2 separate regions of the Zea mays genome follow, and region 2 is linked to region 1. A link is a contact called in public Hi-C data. All regions are on one chromosome and are shown on one strand. Each heading gives the region's core, a stretch centred on a gene start, on an enhancer-like site or on the middle of the called end of the contact. The rest is flanking DNA. Distances are from core to core; before and after follow the strand shown. Region 1 holds the start of LOC541950. Region 2 holds the start of LOC100282641 (xylulose kinase).

Evidence for each region. Hi-C and Micro-C count contacts between places; a contact is called where the count stands out from the background.
Region 2: a Hi-C map of leaf shows a contact between it and region 1, with 9 times the contacts expected there. The contact joins the promoter of LOC100282641 here to the promoter of LOC541950 in region 1. A contact is called at or near these places in 9 of 25 Hi-C or Micro-C datasets (ear, endosperm, leaf and 2 more).

Annotation. Positions count from the first base shown.
Region 1 is chr2:219,329,784-219,334,951 of Zm-B73-REFERENCE-NAM-5.0, forward strand. LOC541950 reads right to left here and starts at 3,432. Exons shown (of 9, transcript NM_001111604.2): 1 at 3,065-3,432; 2 at 2,680-2,768; 3 at 2,432-2,491; 4 at 2,055-2,267; 5 at 1,510-1,578; 6 at 753-914; 7 at 512-605; 8 at 250-392. The coding sequence starts at 3,365. TRNAW-CCA (transfer RNA tryptophan (anticodon CCA)) reads left to right here and starts at 4,034; the gene lies at 4,034-4,105.
Region 2 is chr2:219,578,509-219,583,295 of Zm-B73-REFERENCE-NAM-5.0, forward strand. It overlaps LOC100282641 (xylulose kinase), which reads left to right and starts at 1,995. Exons shown (of 11, transcript NM_001369014.1): 1 at 1,995-2,481; 2 at 3,205-3,856; 3 at 3,987-4,075; 4 at 4,657-4,721. The coding sequence starts at 2,420.

The DNA.
Region 1 (5,168 bases), core at 2,182-4,681:
AGACTACTAAATGTCCTTATTCAGGGAATGTTTGACTAACACGCAATTGCAGCACAGAAAATCCACCTGTTTATTGAAGTGTAATCTATGAAACACAGGGGCTAACCTTTTTTGGTCATAGATCAAGGGTTAAGTAGGGTAATATGAGGAGCCAATAGAAAGTTTCTTTCTAGAACTGCTGCATCATAATTCAATCAGCTTTCGAAATTTGTACAACGAAAAAGGTATATCTGGATGGAAGGGTGTTACCTTTATAGATATGTTTCCCTTATGTTTCTTTAGAATTTCCAGAAGCACTCTAGTCCAATAACCTCTATAGCTGAGCAGACCAAGATCAGAGAGAGGGCGCTCCGGTGTCCCAACTTTACCTTCTTTCTTGGAAAGTTCATATGCTACAACAGCAAAAACAGTTCTTCAGTGAATAAAATGCCTAAAGTACTATTTGTCCCACAAGATATTCAAACTTTAATGATCATAAAATGGAACATACAACATCAACAGCCATACTTACAGAAAGCAATCAGGAACTTCCCATATCCTTTTCTTTGGTATGGGGGGAGAGTGAGAATGCAAGCCAAATTATAAGATTCTTCGGAGTGTTTTTCCTGAAAAGAGAAAAACACATTCAACAGAATGCAGATGTTCTCTAGCATTAAATGATCCACTCCACTGGCGCGAAACATATCTTGTACAGAAACTACTGAAGCAGCTTAACAAAATAGACCATAGATTCATATCATTGTGAACTTTACCTTAGAGAAATATCCCACCATATGACATCCCCGATCATCACATTCGCAGAGGACATAAAACAAGAACAAATCAACATCATAGTACAATGTCTTGTGATCAAGAAATAGCTTAGCCAGATAACAAAGGTTCTGTCCATAAACCTTGTTCTTCTTCCCATCAACCTGTCATTGTACATGCATTATTCCAATTACTATCCTCCAGACTAAAATCAAGTAACTTGACAATAGAATTTCATCATTCATAAAAAACTGCTGAATGTCAGCAAGTGTGGCTCCTAACTTCTACATGTTCATGAATAATAGGTGTCTATGATCATGTTCCTAAACATCGCAGACATGGTTTTGAAAAAGATCCTTTAATTGACCAACTACAACTGAACAAAACATTCTGGCACCATAATTTTCTAGAATCAGCAGTACTTGCTAACAAAGTGAATGCATGGACTTATTTCACATTTTGCTAGAAACTCTTAAGACATTCTAGCCTACCCAAACTTGCTTGGGATCAAAATGCTTTGCTGTTAGTTAATGCATGAGGTATAACTAGTTAACTACTGCTACAGTATATAATATAAGTAACTATTCACATAACTGTAGCTTGAGTCATCTTCTCAAAATCTTTGTTGTTGCTCAAAAGTGGCAGAAGTAAAAATTTGGTACCCGATCAACATGAGTCAATAAAACCAACAGGATCAAGATTTAAGATGTCTGAATAGAAAATACTTATGGAAGAAACTAAGATGGACACAAAACTTACCTCGAACATTGATAGAGTTCCACTTCTATAGATTTCATCACCTGGGGGGTGCTTAAGATCACACTTCTTCTGTAAAAGCAAATAAAATGATATTAAGAACCACTTCAAGAAACCATCCACTGTTTTAGGGTGTCTGTGTGTGTGTGGCCTTGTCATGTGTTGTTGGCTAGTTGCTCAGCTATTAAAAGTAAGTACAGTATGGTTATATATTGAGTAGCATCGATTAATAGCAAGACATGCCAAACTGCATGTTGTAAGACTAATTTTTTGTGGTTATTTGTTTACTTCAGTATATGGATGTTTGCTGATACAGTGCATTACCATCTAGAACTTCTAGTTGCAGTCTTGATACTCTAGTACCTGCTTCGTAGCCTCTGGGTGGCCAGTCTAGCACTAGCACCTAGGTTAAAACTAAACAGAAATGGATGATAGATAGTTTAGATAAACAAGAAGCGAGCTTACTAATACCAGTTTTTTTAATCTCATATTAGTAGCATGTATCTAACAAATAGGTAAGGTATAAAGCATAAACAAGTATAGCTCACCATGTGCCTCTGAAGCTGTTCTTTGCGCTTCATGAAGTTGAGGCAAAATTCACAGAAAAACAGCTTCGGGCAGTCATTATACTCTGGTGGAAAAGGAGAGAAATACCATGTGTCTATCTCATATCTCCCCAGTTCGATCTTCGCGATATTTTTCACCTTTGTGAATTCTTCATGTTCCCGCAAGCTGGCTGCATCAAGCTCCTCATGTCCTTGCTACCAAAATGATTGGGGCCAAATGAGGAAGAAATATTTTTCGGACTGAATGCACAGAGAGCTCATGCCTAAACTAATATTCAGATAAAAAATCTTGACAAGTTCATATAACATTTAAGTGAAAATAGTAAATGAACGATGAGTAATAACAATCTGCAGCATACCTCCACATGTGTTTCATCAATTTTACGTTTCTGGTGCCGTGTCATCTTTAAGCTTGTTGCCTGGATAAATATCAAAAGATAATCATATCAAGCACTCATCTTGCAAAACTGGTGTTTTCAATAAAAGTTGTGGACATTGCTTCACCAAAACGTTGGCAGTCTAATGATGCTGCCACTGGCTAGATGTGAAGAAAATGGTAGAACTATCATTGGTATATAGCAGCATAACGGCATGCATCTCCATTTACCTTATCTTCTACTTTCTCATCGACAACGGTCTCGACAGTGTCAAGATCAAGCTGATCAAGCTTAACCCACTCGTCAAGTCTTCTATTGACTGTGAGTCCAAATCATTTAAGATATATCAGTCTACAATAATCTGAACAGACTGCAGTTAACACAAACAAAAATTGTGGGAAGATGTTTGTGACTAGACTAAAATTCTCTACCACGAGAACAACCATTGCTGAAATGTGCAGATGAACGAAGCAGAAATCTCAATTCATCACTAAAAAAACCTTCCAGCTAAATGTATTTATGCACCCAATCAGCGAGTTAGATGGCGAGGCCAAAGTTCCCCTAACCCTAGACAACAAGCATCCTGACGAGACGCGAGGCAGGGAGGTTCCTTACACTCGGTGTAGTGGACGTAATACTCGTAGTCGGCGGGGGAAGAGCACGCGGAGCCCTTGCGGCGCTCGATCACCTTGACCGGGTGGAGCTTCTGGTCGCGCCACCGGCACATCACGCGCGTGCCCACCTCCAGGGGAAGGTGCGCCGCCCACGACGCGGACGCGGCCGAGGACCTCAGCCGCCTCTCCATGCCTCCTCCGTTAGACGCGGCGCCCGCCCCGTTGCACGCCGTGCCGCCGGCTCCGCCACCGGCAGCGGAGGAGCCGTTCTCCGGCGCGGTCGACGCTTCCATGGAGCCCATCACGTTGTTGGAGCCAGAGCGGATCCGGTGTGAGAGCCCCTTCTGGACTGTTTGGGGCCCGTTGGGCTTTCGTACCTTACCGAGTTGGGAACTCCGGATGACTTGTGGGACCCTCACGTAAGAATCTCTATCTGTTAGGTGTGTGGGCTAACTTGCGCCACGTCGGACCGGTTTAATTGATTGATTGATCAGTTGATCGCAGCTATAGCCATGACATTTCCTCCTTTTTTCTGGATTCTGAAATAGCAGTGGCCTTTTTGTTTCTTCGTTAACAGGGCACAGCTCAGGACCTCAGGTCATGGGCATATTATTGTTCAAAAAAGATCTATTTACGCTCCTAGTCCAAAACAAACTGAATAGTCGTTGACGAAGATGTACATGTACTTGTCTCTCTTTCAAAAAAAAAAAAACTTGTTCGACATGCGAGATGGATTTTCTTTCGACTGCAGTCTGCGGTGCAGCACAAACCAAACTCAAACTAGGAAGAGCTTGCTCAAACGTTTTGTTTGCACTGCAGGCTGAGGCGTCAGCGTCAACATGAAAGTATGGCATATGCTGTCTTTATGGTCCCGCCACTTCCATTCGCAACTGGGCCGTGGTGCAGCCTTTATGGCCTTATATTACCGATATTGTATATAGAAACACAATAATATAATTAAACATCGTGCGGATCCGTGGCGCAATGGTAGCGCGTCTGACTCCAGATCAGAAGGTTGCGTGTTCGATTCACGTCGGGTTCAAATCCCCGATTACACCGGATTCTTTTTTTTCCTTTTTGCGTTATTTTCTCTCTCTTTTCTTGGGCAGAAAAATTGAAACATTCTACGGCCCGGTCTATCCAGTCTTGTTTGGAAGCAAGAATAGGAAAAAAAAGGAGTTGAAGGGAATTCAGGGGTCATTAGACCAGCATGATATGATATTACATCGTCACACACTCACACCGTGTTAGGTTCCTTTCACTGATTCATTTCGCTTTCGTGCAGGAGCATGATGAGCTTGAGGATGAGGACGCTGTTCAGATCATTAAGAAAATATAGGGATATCATATGGTGGGAAAAAAAACCTGTTTTCACTGCAAAACTGCAAGGTGCAATGGGGATTTTGAGTACCAGATTCGTCAGAAAGGCTTGAACTCGACTTTTGATTGTTTGATTTGATGATGCTCATGTGTAATGTTACCTAATGGTCTCCTCGATTAGCGTCGGGGCTAAGTGCACAGTAAAAGTGTAGCTTCAGGTGATTAGCTGCATCAGATTCCTGTTCTACGGCCGATTAAACCGGATGTAACTTGCCTCCTTTTTTAATGATGAAATAACCACATTTTCAGTGCCTCTTTTTTTTAAAAAAAATTGCTTTGATCCAAAGACCATGTTAGTTGGCATTTCCTTATACAAGTCATGTAGCTGTGATATTCTTCTCTCTAACTCAGCGCCATGTGGCCTGGGCCCTGGAGTCACCAATGTACCAACTGCCTGCCCCAACCGTTGAACACATGGAGAGATGCTCTCCATATCTTGAGAGGAGGATACGATGATTCGGTGATTCTTGTATTAAGTGCTCTACCTTGTTTAGTGTTCGTACGTTTTCTAGTGCATGGGTGGCCTAATTATAGATTCCCATAACCATCTTTGGTGGTGACCAACGACGTGCGGACAACTTGGCCATGCTTATCTTAACGATCTTGGATTTGATCCTAATTGCAGTTTTATGTAGAGCTGTTCTTTGCTTACCGGTGGCTGTCGTGGCAGTGGTAAAAGAAACGTTAAATCATTTGACCTCGATTATAGGGTCTATTTGGTTTAA
Region 2 (4,787 bases), core at 745-3,244, 250 kb after region 1:
AAAAAAGTTTACCAATTTATTCTTTAATTAACTCTTTTTAGAGAGATTAAATAAAAGGAGAACGTGTAAGGAATAAATAAAAGATGAACAAAAAATAACATGAATAAAGCATGAAGACGAAATGGGTTACTCATCTTGTTTGCACATTACTTTACTTCATTTCTTTTTCACATAATAAATAATTACAGATATACTTTCGTCTTTGTGAGCAACAATACGAAGGTAAGAAGGAAAAGACAGCTTCGTAGACGGAGTGATTCAATTCTCTCGAGCTAAGAAAATGTATATGTGTATAGTATTGTGTCTCTATTTATAGACGTAGGGTACAACTTCGTCAAAATTACAAGCATAGCTACAAAGTTGAACAGGGGCATTCTCATTTCACCCTGTTTTGGCTAGCTTATTTATCACGTGTGCATGTCGGCGAACCGAAGCTTGTAGCTTCGTCTCCACAACCATGTCAGTTGCATGTCATCTCATCCGAAGGTGTCCTTCAGCATTTGTTCTGTTATACCTAAAACAGACTCATGAGTTGATGTTTTGAGGACCTTTGGTCAAGAAGGGGCCCCGATAGTAGCCCCTTACGAAATTAGTTCATTTTTCATAACAAGTCTCATGTCGAAGGTTCAAAAAACATCTTCCTCGAGAATGATATTAAAAATACAATAAAATAAGTTACAACAGTCCATTAGGCATCGGGCAAGAGCGACGCGTCTCCTTGTCTCCCAAGCTCGCCAACTTATATTTAGGTGTTACAGAACCCAAAATACCCCAAAATCTGAATTTTGTTTGGGAATTTCAGGTGGTCACTCGTAAAGCCCAAACTTATTTTGGATAATTCGTGTACACCCTCCAGTACCCATAAATCCTAGATTACCCAAATTTTCATAAGTTATATACTCGTGTCATTGTTAATTATCAATTTATATATCTATAATTGCATGTGTTTTTATGAAGTTGACATAACAATTCGATAGTTCAGGAATACTCGAACTCGAATTTCCATGTAATCTAAAATCCACTGCAATTTTAAGTAACAATTCTTATAGCACGAAATTTGAATTACTCAGCCCAAATTTTTCGGGTAATCCGAATGCCTATCCCTAAATGCACACACTATGGATATACTTCGCGATGAGTTAGATAGATACGTCTATTTCTGTGTACTGGAACTAGGCATAAAATGTTTTTATTTTTAAAGTTGAATATTCATTATATATGTTATAACAATCAATTAAACTATAATATATTTGACACACATCTCTTATATGGTGCATTACATTTTTTATACTTAAATAAAAGTTCGTAAATACAATATCATGGTAAGGGTTACGGAAATATTTTTCAACAAAATCTCATTTTCTTGGAGTTAGAGTTGGAGTTGGGTAAGCCAAACACATCAAAATATTGTCAACTGTGGAGTAGAGATACTCCTGACAAAGTCAGTCGAACAGAGCTAGAAAACATGGAGTGGAGTCGCAAACACCATCTAAAAGATTAGAATTTTGTTCTAGACAACTGAGTAAATAATCTATATCTAGTAAGGGATGTTTAGATACACCAACTAAAATTTTATCGGCGACACCGGATGTTTGAATGCTAGTTAGAAGTATTAAATATACTGTAACTATAAACTAGTGCTGTGATATAGTAAACATTTTCTAATTATAGACTAATTATGTTTAATAAACTTTCTTCTATGATTAATTTTATAATTAAATTATATATAAACGCTGGATGTGATATATACTAAACCTTTGTTTGGGGGAATTAAACACCCTTGGATCATTTTCTCGTAGGCAGAGACTAGAGAGAGCATTACCCATGGGCACTTGGCCCAGGAAGAGAAGAAGCTAAAAAATCCAGAGGAACTGTCTGACAGCTTCTGCCATTTCCTGGGAGGCTGGTACCATTTCTCTCCGGATTCTCAGCTTTAATCACGGTGCGGCGTCAGCTCCTCACAGATAGGACCGGCGGGCGGCTGCCGGCTTTGTGGCGTTAAGCAGTGGCCGGACTGCCGGAGGAGGGCAGAGGTGGTCAGGTGGAGTTCGCCAGTTCGGAGTCGCCGATTGAGTCGGGAGCCAGAGAGGCCGAGAACGGATGCTTCCTGTTGCTTGCTGCGCACCTCGTGGGCTGGAAGTTGGGCGTCAGCTAATTTTCCGCTCCGCACCGACTGCAGCCCCGGGCACCGTATCCGCTCTTTAGCAATCATAACAAACATACCCGAAGGAAGCCAACAGATTTCAGTATTTCACGGTCACCATCACCACTCACCAGTCCCTCCTACCCGCTTCCCATAAAATCTTCTGATCTGTAACGCATTCGTCGACGCCCACCTCCGCTTCGCTCTCTTGCTCTTTTAGTCCCATCTCCCATCCCACCTGGAGGCGAATTTCGTCTGGGGAAAAAGTCGGCGGCCATGGCCGGGCGAGACTCCCTCCCGGAGGGTTCTCTCTTCCTCGGGTTGGACAGCTCCACTCAGTAAGTCTCGTCCCTTTTCTATCTCTCTCAGTTTAAACGGGCACTGGATCTTGTTTTTCCTGTGGTCTCTGTGTAGCTTATTCCTCTAATCAGGCGCTCATTTGTTCTAGTGATGGGCATGGTTCAGTAGATGGTGAGTATAAAAGGTTAAAACTTTTATCTGCTTGTAAGACAGCGGTATCATCTATATCGGTCATCTTCATCTGCATCTTCTCTTCCTCTCCTCTATATCTCATCCAATCTCAAACAACGTCCTCTATATATGGTAATCTATACGTCAAAGGCACCCATTAGAAACATATTTTCCTGTTTTTCATCGTACCCTCAAAAGTCTTATATATATTTTTAAATTTTGCTTAATCCATCATCTAAGGTATAAAAATGAATAGAAGAGATGAGGACGAATGAGTGTCCTCTCTATTTGGGGACACCATCTATAGAGGAGGAAATATAGAGGTTGAATAGAGGATGCTGATTAATTAATGAAAAACAAGTAAGAAACCTAATGTTCTTAAATACGTCTCTTTCAAGATTTTTTTACCTAGTTCAAATGTGGTTTCTTTGTTCTTTATTCTGCATACCAGTAAGTCGATAACCATGATCGTAGCACCATTTGCTTCACATATTCCCTTCCTGGATTTTATTTTTCAGTTTGCTATCATATACTAGATCTGTGAGGCTACTATTAGACTTGGACCTAATACTGCCATTCTCCTGTTACAGATCACTGAAAGCTACGGTGCTCAATAATGAGCTCACCATAGTAGCTTCTGAAATTGTTAATTTTGACTCTGAATTGCCACACTACAAAACTGAAGGTGGGGTGTACAGAGACCCAGCAGATGATAGGCACATTTTTTCACCAACCATTATGTGGGTGGAAGCTTTGGATGTGCTGCTTGAGAAGCTAAAACCAAAGATCAACTTCGGTAAGGTAGTGGCTGTTTCTGGGAGTGGGCAGCAACATGGCAGTGTTTATTGGAAAAAGGGCAGCCATGCTGTGTTATCCTCCTTGGATGCTAGTAAAAGCTTGTTATCGCAACTAAAGGATGCATTTTCTACAATGAACTCACCATTATGGATGGATAGTAGCACAACAAAGCAATGCAGAGAAATAGAGAACGCAGTTGGAGGTGCACTGGAGTTAGCAAAACTCACAGGATCTCGTGCGTATGAAAGATTCACTGGCCCCCAGATAAGGAAGATCTATCAGACAGAGCCTGATGTTTATGAAGATACCGAGAGAATATCTTTGGTGAGCTCGTTCATGGCATCTATCCTTGTTGGAAGCTATGCAAGTATTGATGAAACTGATGGTGCGGGGATGAACTTGATGGATATCAAGCAAAGGATCTGGTCAAAGTCTGCTTTAGAGGTTTGTACTTGCTAGCTCATTTCATAGTACACTAAACATTTGTTGAATGAAGTTTAAAACATAAAACTGTAGCCTTTTTGTCTAAAAATATTTCATGGACTAAAATACCAAGACTATGCCCTTTCTCTAGGCAACTGCTCCTGGACTTGAAGCAAAGCTTGGAAATCTAGCACCAGCATATTCAGCTGCTGGTCGAATTGCTCCTTATTTTGTAGAAAGGTAAGTTTTGTTTGGTTATACGTTGGGGCAGTGCTAAATGTACACTCTCAAGCCAACATGTAGTGTACTAGTTTTGCAACCACATATATTCAGAATCACCTTTACCATGTACTTATCTTCTTCTGGTGACATACCTTTTAATTGCAAGTAGAAATTACTGTTTGCATTATTGCTTAGGTGTTTTTGAGCAACCAATCATAATATATGGTTCAGGCAGTATGTTTCTGTTGACTGGCATACATGCTCTGATTGTAAAACTATTAACGCAGGAATTCAGAGCGAAAACTTTTCACTGTCTCTGAAGTCTTAACATCTCAAATATATGTTCACAATTTATTTTGTTATAATTTTTGGGTTTATATGAAATGAAACCTCTGAGTTCACATCATAAATTTTTTTTACCAATCATTCCTTTTATTATGATCAAATATCAATGGTTTTAAATGAAGTTCCTGAACATTATGAAAAAAAGTGAATGGACAAGCTAGTTTAATAAGAAAAATACACCCTAACGACTAACTTAATAAATACTCTTTGTACTAGATTTTTGTAATTACTTAAATAACATTATGTATTTTCAGGTTTCAGTTTGATAAGAACTGTTTGGTCATTCAGTGGTCTGGAGATAATCCTAATAGCCTTGCAGGTGGGTTTGACTAGTGTTTCTTCAATGATGAGCTGACATTTGTGATCTTTTTGGCAGCAGAAAATG